Linked DNA regions of Solanum lycopersicum: region 2 is linked to region 1. Evidence: chromatin contacts called from public HiChIP or PLAC-seq data. All regions are on one chromosome and are shown on one strand. The core of a region is the stretch at or near the end of the contact, and the rest is flanking DNA. Distances in the headings are between cores, read along the strand shown.

Evidence for each region. HiChIP or PLAC-seq counts read pairs in DNA pulled down with a chosen protein or histone mark.
Region 2: an RNA polymerase II HiChIP or PLAC-seq map of leaf shows a contact between it and region 1, with 5 times the contacts expected there. The contact joins two enhancer-like sites. A contact is called at or near these places in 1 of 8 Hi-C or Micro-C datasets (leaf) and 1 of 1 datasets of contacts at active chromatin or transcription factors (leaf).

The regions. Positions count from the first base shown.
Region 1 is chr4:51,676,675-51,680,612 of SLM_r2.1, forward strand. No RefSeq gene overlaps it. Among protein-coding and RNA genes, the nearest start is that of LOC101261613, 22 kb to the left of the region's middle. Within about 2 kb of position 1,432, at least 2 of the 2 cell types and tissues checked have open chromatin away from gene starts, as enhancers often do. A contact at or near this core is called in leaf, where this site is marked.
Region 2 is chr4:51,746,264-51,750,603 of SLM_r2.1, forward strand. No RefSeq gene overlaps it. Among protein-coding and RNA genes, the nearest start is that of LOC138348169, 14 kb to the right of the region's middle. Within about 2 kb of position 1,773, at least 2 of the 2 cell types and tissues checked have open chromatin away from gene starts, as enhancers often do. A contact at or near this core is called in leaf, where this site is marked.

The sequences.
Region 1 (3,938 bases), core at 182-2,681:
TATATACAATTGAATCGAATGACAATATTTGTATTTGTATATCAAATTTCTCTCTCATTTTATACAAACACAAATTGTATATTGTATTCGTATAATTTTTGTTTGTATAAAGCGAGAGAGGCAAAGGCAAAAGCGGGGTAGAGAAAGATTTGTATTAGAATTATAAGTGTATAGGACGGTGAGATATGTATTTATATTTGTATATACAGTCTCTGTCGCTTTATACAAACACAAACACAATTTATACATTTATTTGTTAAAAGAGAGAGAGAGACAAGGGAGAGAATTGAGAATGGCGACCGAGATTCTGGAGAGAGAGAAGAGAATGATAATATGTTTGCTACAAATTAGAATTAGATAAAATTATAGTAGAACATTCATTTCAAATTAATAATTTGTTATAATCCATAATTTTCCCCAAACTTAATTAGCGGTCCAAAAAATATCAAATTGCCATTTTCTTCCTAGATGAGATAAATTTGGGCCATGGGATTGCGTTGGGCCTGCAATGTTCTAGGCTTAAGATTTTGGCTATTTCTTGCTCAATCTTCAATAATACGATTCGATCAGTTCATGCTCATTTGTTCATATTTATATGATTCATGTTTTTAACAAGTTTAAAAAAGAATGATTTGACTTTAAAGTATTCATTTACTCTCACTAATAAGATTCATAATCAAATAAATATCTATTAATTATTTTAGACCATAAATTTCAGAAGTCCTTCTTTTTTTCTTAAAATTACACATATCAATTGAAAAGGAAGAAATATAAATCATCTCATTCATTGAAAATGAATTAAAATAACTACTAATAATAAATATTAAAAGTATATAAACTGATTAATTTTTCTTTTAAATGTTTTAATATAATAGACATGTAAATATGGACGAACAAGTATACTATATTGAGGAGAAATGATGTATAAACTGAACCAACCTTATCTTTTTCTTCTTTATTTTTTTTTAAAAACATTTTTTTTCATTTTCCTTGAAATAAATTATTTTATTTTTAGTTTAGATAAAACAACCAAAAGTTTAATCTACTTCTTAGATTGAAGAATATAATATTACATTTTGTCTTTCGATTATTGACAAATATATGATCAATTTATTCAATTTTTAGATAATAAGTTGAATATATGTTATTAGTCTCTTTATGAAGAAAAATTTTATAGTTGAACTACTTTTAAATATATTATTGTTAAATATTGAAATAATATTACAAGGTTAACATATAATATGAGTAATTGAATAGTAGAACGGTTAATAATTCTAAAAATTTGTTAGAAAAAATTAAAAAAACACATTTTAAATGATTAAAGATTAATATACTTAATTATATATCACAAAAAAATTAAATTTAGATATTTATTTATAACGAATCGACCAAAATCACTATAGCCCTACAACTAAAAGGAAATACAACATATTGATAGTAGGGATGAGTAGTGTCTAAGTATTCATTTGAGTCCCCTAGACAAAAAAATTACTCTCTATATATATTCGAACTTTGATCGAAATTGCTGTAACAATCTCAAATTTTGAGCAAAATCTATTACCTCTGCATTATCTGATAGTGTGTTCTAAAGCTACATAGGTGTCTACATGGACATCATAAATATTAGTATATCGTTATAAAGACAACTATATATTTTTAAAATATAATATTAGATAGTGTGAATAATAAATTCTGCCTAAAATTTAAAAATATTATAATATTTTCAATTAAATTTAAATATATTTCAGATATTTTGTCGATTATAGAAAATAAGATGACAATAATTCAGTTATAGAAATGACAAGATAAGTTAGGTGTGGAGGCAAAGACACAAGGGGCTACAGCTGCAAAGGGAGCCCACTTTTTTAAATTTTGTTTACATGCCATTATATTATATAACAACTAATTTTTAGTGCTTACTGAAATTCATGGAAAAAGTGAAGTAATCAAACTGTCCATTTTTTTTCCAAAATATAATAATAAAAAAAGGACTGTTTTTGGCTGTATATTGATTGGTTAAAAAAGTTAAAACCTAATGCATGCTTTATTATAAGTTATTTTTGACCTATATATGAAAAAATAAAATTACTTTGTATCATAGAAACTAGTTTTCTAGCTCTCTTTAGGCTCTTTTTTATCAGTTTTCTTTTCCATATTTTGTTTATATGATCATTTTTGAATTGGTTTTGTTTCCATATGTGACACATAATTCATCCTCTAAATTACTTTTTCCTATTCATAGACTAGTCATTCACCTATGTGTTTTCACATCATGAACAATTATTTGTGAGTGAATAACATTTTTTATTTTAACCATTTAGGGATCATTTGATAGGAGGTATAAAAAATATATTTAATAGAATGTTTAATTGTTAAATGATAATATTGAAATCAGTAATGTAATAATTAGTTATATTCATATTATTTCTTATCTAATATTTCTTTGTTCAATAACATTTGTCCATTTTATGAAATCAATTGATAATTTTATATTTACTTTTTAATTTATTCTTATTATTAATTATAGTTCTTTCTCTATTATATTTTTCAAAACATTGTATTTATGATATTCAAAGGGTGATATAGTAAAATTATTCTTTTATTTATAGTTTCTTAAGAAAATGTAAAGTCAATAGCAGACAAACATTGTTATACAGAAATAGTACGCTTTTGATGTGGTTTATTTAAAATAACGTCTAATCATGTATTATATAATTCTTTAAAGAAATATTTGCTTATAAAATACCTTCTACATTCTTTATATATTTTCGGAGATATTTATATCTTTAATCATTTAATATATGTATTACCAACCTTGATATTGTTAACATCGTAGCTTGATTTTTTGTCAAAGAAAAAGAGTCTTTTTTTTTTAATAAAACAAAATATGAAAGAACAACTATTTGGCTAGAGATAGAAGTAATTTTCACTTTAAATACTTACCTATAAATCATCTCAATTTATACATCACCAATGCACAAATAAAGAATACATTTTCGTTTCAATTTATTTATTTAGTTTTAACTTGATGCACAATCTTCTTTCATTTCAATTTGTTTGATTGATTTTGACTTGATACAGAGTTTAAAAAAATCAAAAAAAAATTTTGAATCTTGTGTGATCTTAAACTATAAGAATATATAAAGTATATCAAATTACCATCAATTTTATAATGTTAAATATATCATCTGAAAAGTTAAAATAAAAAGTTATCAAAAAAATAAAAAGGTCGGACTTTAAAGAATTAAAAATAAAGACAAATAAATTAAAATTAAAAAGTGATTATCTTAAAAAGTTGTGTGAATCTATATAGCATTTGAAAGTCAAATATTTTAGGCACTTAAACTTTTATCTTTAGACTTCAACAACAAATTAGTTGTTATTTATGTTCAACAACTTTTTGATATGAAGTTATATTGTTTGTCTTTTACTCTTATTTTTAAAAAAAATAGTAGCAACATATTTATTTTATTTTTTAATATAGAAATTCACATATTAGGGAACACGTTAAGGTCCATACATTACCAAACAAATTGAAATAAAATTACTGTAACCACATAAATAATACAGTAATTAAGACTTTTTGATATTTGGTTGTTTTGTCAAAATATTAGGCAATAAATAGGAGACCTAGTGTTGAATTTAGAAAGAGACAAAAAAAATTCCAAAAAGAAGAGACAAGAATATCGAATTTACTATAGTCTATCTATCCTGAATTATGTGAAATTATTATTATTATTTTATATATATATATATATATATATAATATTTTAAATTTTTTTATCCACCTTTAACGAAATATGAAGAATTCTATGATGGCTTCAAGTCATTAAGGAGTAAAAGAGACCTAACGAAGAGGAGTACAAGAAATTTAGAAAATATCACTAAAACATAAATTTAAAAAATATCACTAACAAAAATTAATATTATTAATAATT
Region 2 (4,340 bases), core at 523-3,022, 70 kb after region 1:
TTGTCCTTTTATATTTTATATCCAAACGTACTAATACAAATTATTAATTCACTTACTTTTTAAAAAGTTAGATTTGATTTTTTTTTATTCTGTTGGATAGAAATTCGTATCTTTTATATTAGTTTATCGTGTCGTCTAGCTCATATATATAAATATATATATATATATATATATATATATATATATATAATTGTTGGGATTTATAAAAAATAGTTTCTCTCTACATCCAAACTTAACTCTCTAGACTTCGCGTATAAGACTATACTAAGTATATTATTGTTGTTATCATCATCACCTAACTTAATCATCCTAAACATGTATGGTTTTATAACATCTTTTGGCTGATAAAAGACAACGTTCATAGAATACTAAAGGCCTAAGTCATCGATAGCCCCTTAAAGTTGTCCGCATAATTCATTTAGACACCTCAACTGAGACTCTTACCTATTAGACACTTTAATATTAATAAATATTTATCTATTGAACATAAAATAACAACTATCTTTACAAATATTGTGCGTGTAATGCACACTCTTTATCTTGACAAAAAGTACGAATAGAACTACGACACGTGGCACATGGGCCCATTAATTTAATTTTAAAAAATAAAGAATATTTTCCTTCCTTTAATAATATATAAAAAATTAAATTAATTAAAAAAAAATCTTTCACCTCACCCCCACCTAACCCCATCCCATCTAACTTACTACCCTTTTTTCTTCATCTTATTCTCTTCTTCTTCAATTCTTCTTCTCTCTTGTTCCATAATCACCATTCCTCTTCATAACAAAAAAAAAAGCCTAACCCCATCTCATTTCGAATTCATCCACCAAATGTTTTTCTCTTTCATTTTCTTCATTATATGTTATTCCTTTGACGACTATTCCGATTTTATAAATACAATCGACCTTGATAAATTATTTTAAAATCGACAACAAAGAGAAATTAAAATTATATCAAATATTTTATAGCATTTCTAATAAGTTTATGAATGGTGATAGTTGCTCAATTGGAGTTATTGAAAATAAAAAAGTACAGATTTTGGTCAATTTTTAACTCCAAATGTTTCAGTTTTTCTTCTTCTTGAAAATGCAGCAGACGTTTTGTTTACAAAAAATGAAAAAGAAAATCATAACAAAAGCAGAGAAATTTGAAGTTTTTAAAATGGTGGGTTTAAGGAAGATGAGTGTGGATTTTTTTTGTTTTTTTTTTATGATTTAAAAGATTTATGCTTAATTAAATTAATTTTTTTATATATATTTAGTCAATGCATGCCAAGTGTCAACAAAGTAGGTATAAATATTTAATATAAAAAATAAAAAAATGCATTCACGCGCTCAGCAGCAGTGAGATACACTTACTTTGCCACATCAGCGTTTTGTGTTTAATAGGCACATTTCTTGATAATTTAGGTGTTCAATAGGTATAAGTCCTAGTTCAGGTGTCTAAATGAATAATCGGGACAAGTTTGAGTGGCCGCATATGACTTTGGCCAAAATCACCAAGTAGTTTAAAGCATTATCCATACATTTAAGGATAATTTTCTTTTTTCATTTTTTATGTAATTTGAAGTGAAAAAATAATATATTTTTTTGTTATTTTTCAAATTCTTTAATTCAACTTCAATTTGAATTTAAGAAATTTATGACCAAACATATTGAAATATAAAGTTTAAATTTGAAAAAGATAAAAAATTTCGTGATCAAATGTCTCTCTCGTAAAAAATTGAAGTACTAAAACTTAACCTAGAAATTAGGGTTTTGAACGTGCCTGTCACGAGGCACCACGTGGTTGTTCGACAAAGTGGTCCCCACGTGGGGTACATACAAGGAGATATTTTCCCATGTGGACCCCACTCTTTATTTTATACTTCTTTTTTTTGAATTTTCACTTTGATTATTTTATTAACTTCTAAAATTTACATTTTTTTAGAGTATTACTTAATTTTAAAAAAAGATGATATAGTTAAAAAGAGGATTATTTTTGGAAGTATGTGTATGAGAAGCCCAATAAATTTGTTTTAATACGAATGGAGAGATTAGTAGGACTCACGTGCTAATCTTTAGACTTTCTTATAATAAGATTCTTTATAAAAATATTTTATACATATGAACCTAAGACCTAACTAGTAACTCCTAAGTATGATACTTACTTATTTAATTAAAAAGAAACTTTACAAATAATCAATATAATAAATTTAATTTTGCTCTATACCTATAGTTTACATATTTTTGGGTTATAGCTACTGTTTAAGTTATCTTGTTTGTATCATTCGTAAGTTTATATAATTTGCATGTACATTTATATAATTCAATTATTTTTGTATAAACTCGAAATAACAAATTTATACAATTATAAATATTAGAAGTGTAAACGGATATACAAATTATATTACACGAATTTTGAATTATACAAAAGTTATACAAATTCTGAATTATACAAACGTGCAAATTATACAAAACTAAAAAACTGACCCGCGTAATTACAGCTAAAAATAGATTTTTAGGCATGTTTAAGGCCACAAGATTAAAGGACAATTTTATACGTTTTACCTAACTTTAATTTAGAACCAAAAAATACAAAAGAATTTCTTTATACTGTTAAACTTTATATTAAGTCAAATCAGATTATTTTTTATGAAATGAAGAGAGTATATATTTAGTTATACACATCATTTTCCCTTTAATATAATGTACAACTTTTAAAATTACACACATATCAAGTGCTGTCAACATTTTTTAGTAACAAACAATGAGACATGATGTCGATAGTCACTTCTCTAAACACTAGAAACATTTCTTACACTACTAAAGTTATTGTCTATAGTATATATATACACTATATAGTATAGTATATTTGGTACATAATATTTTGAACAGAATGAAAGGTAACTTCCTTGGATTCCCCGTACACATATGTACACTCTTTTCTTACAATCTTGAATGTATGTCAACTAAAGGGCATACAACATGACACGTCTATCTTTGATATTCATCGATCAACTAAAATATGAAGGTTGTGAAGTAAAGATTGAGATAGCGCTTTGTTAAGGGGGAAAAGTTTTTACCTCAATGTAATAGGGAAAAAATTATTAGAAACATTTCTGACTAGTCAATTTATAATATACACTTATTTCTTAAAAACTTTGAATGTCTACTTTCTTTTCATTTCAATTCAATAACGAGGTCATTTGGTTATAACTGATTACTACTCCATAGTTTTTCAATTTATATGATTTTTTTTAATTTGTTCAAAAAAGAATAATATATTTATATATTAAGTAATAAATTAATTTGAAAATATTCATTTTATCCTTAATGAAAAGATGTATAGCCACACAAATTTTTAGCATTCATTTTAGATCACAAATTTTAAATGAATTTCTTTATTTTTTAAATTTTGTGTCGAGTCAATACCTCACATAAAATGGGACGAAGAGAGTATATAATAAAGGGAATTTTTTCAAAATGTCAATATTTTAACATTTAATAGGACCAGTGTCAACACTTTCAGTATTTAGTAAAAATATCAAAATTTTAATTTATTATGTATTTTATTTAAATTTTTATTATTTGTTTTAATTGAATGAATACAATTATTAGATAACAAAAAGGACAAATTTAGGAGAGAAAAATCTTTTAAAAAAGGAAGAATAGCTTAAAAATCTCAGCGGTTACAAAATTTAAAATCTAAACACTAATCGGTCTTCTCCATAGCTGATCAGTACTCTCATTATCGATTATCAATATATTTTAATTTAAAAAAATTAGTTTGTTGAGTATTATTTTTAACGAAATAGAACAACAAAATCATCGACAAACAACTGTAGAGAAAGATTTTTCTATTGGGAGTTTGATTAAATTAATTGAATACAAATTTGATCATGTATTAGTTAATTGCTTCATCCTTAATCTTTTTCTAATTGATTATAAAATTTTGATATTAAAATTTGTAAATAATTGTAAACGGCTTCTGTTATCATTGAAAATCATATATAGTATGAACGACGTAAGAAACATTATTTACCTTGGATTTGTTTAATTTTTTTGTTATTGATTTCGAAAAATGATAATAGATTGTTCGAAGATTTTTGATTGGCTGTTTTATTTTTAATGGTTTAATATTTATTTTTTATATATAAATGTTGACAGACTGACTACATTGAACTATGAAAAATACAGTTTTGTTCAAATTTTTTAATGTTTCAATAGATGTTTTATACTTGATGCAAGGGCTATTGTAAATGCATACATTTTTTTTAACTTGGATACAAAAAGAACTCTTAACATCTCTAATAATGTATTTATTAATAACTCCAGCATTTTATTTTTTTTAGTTTA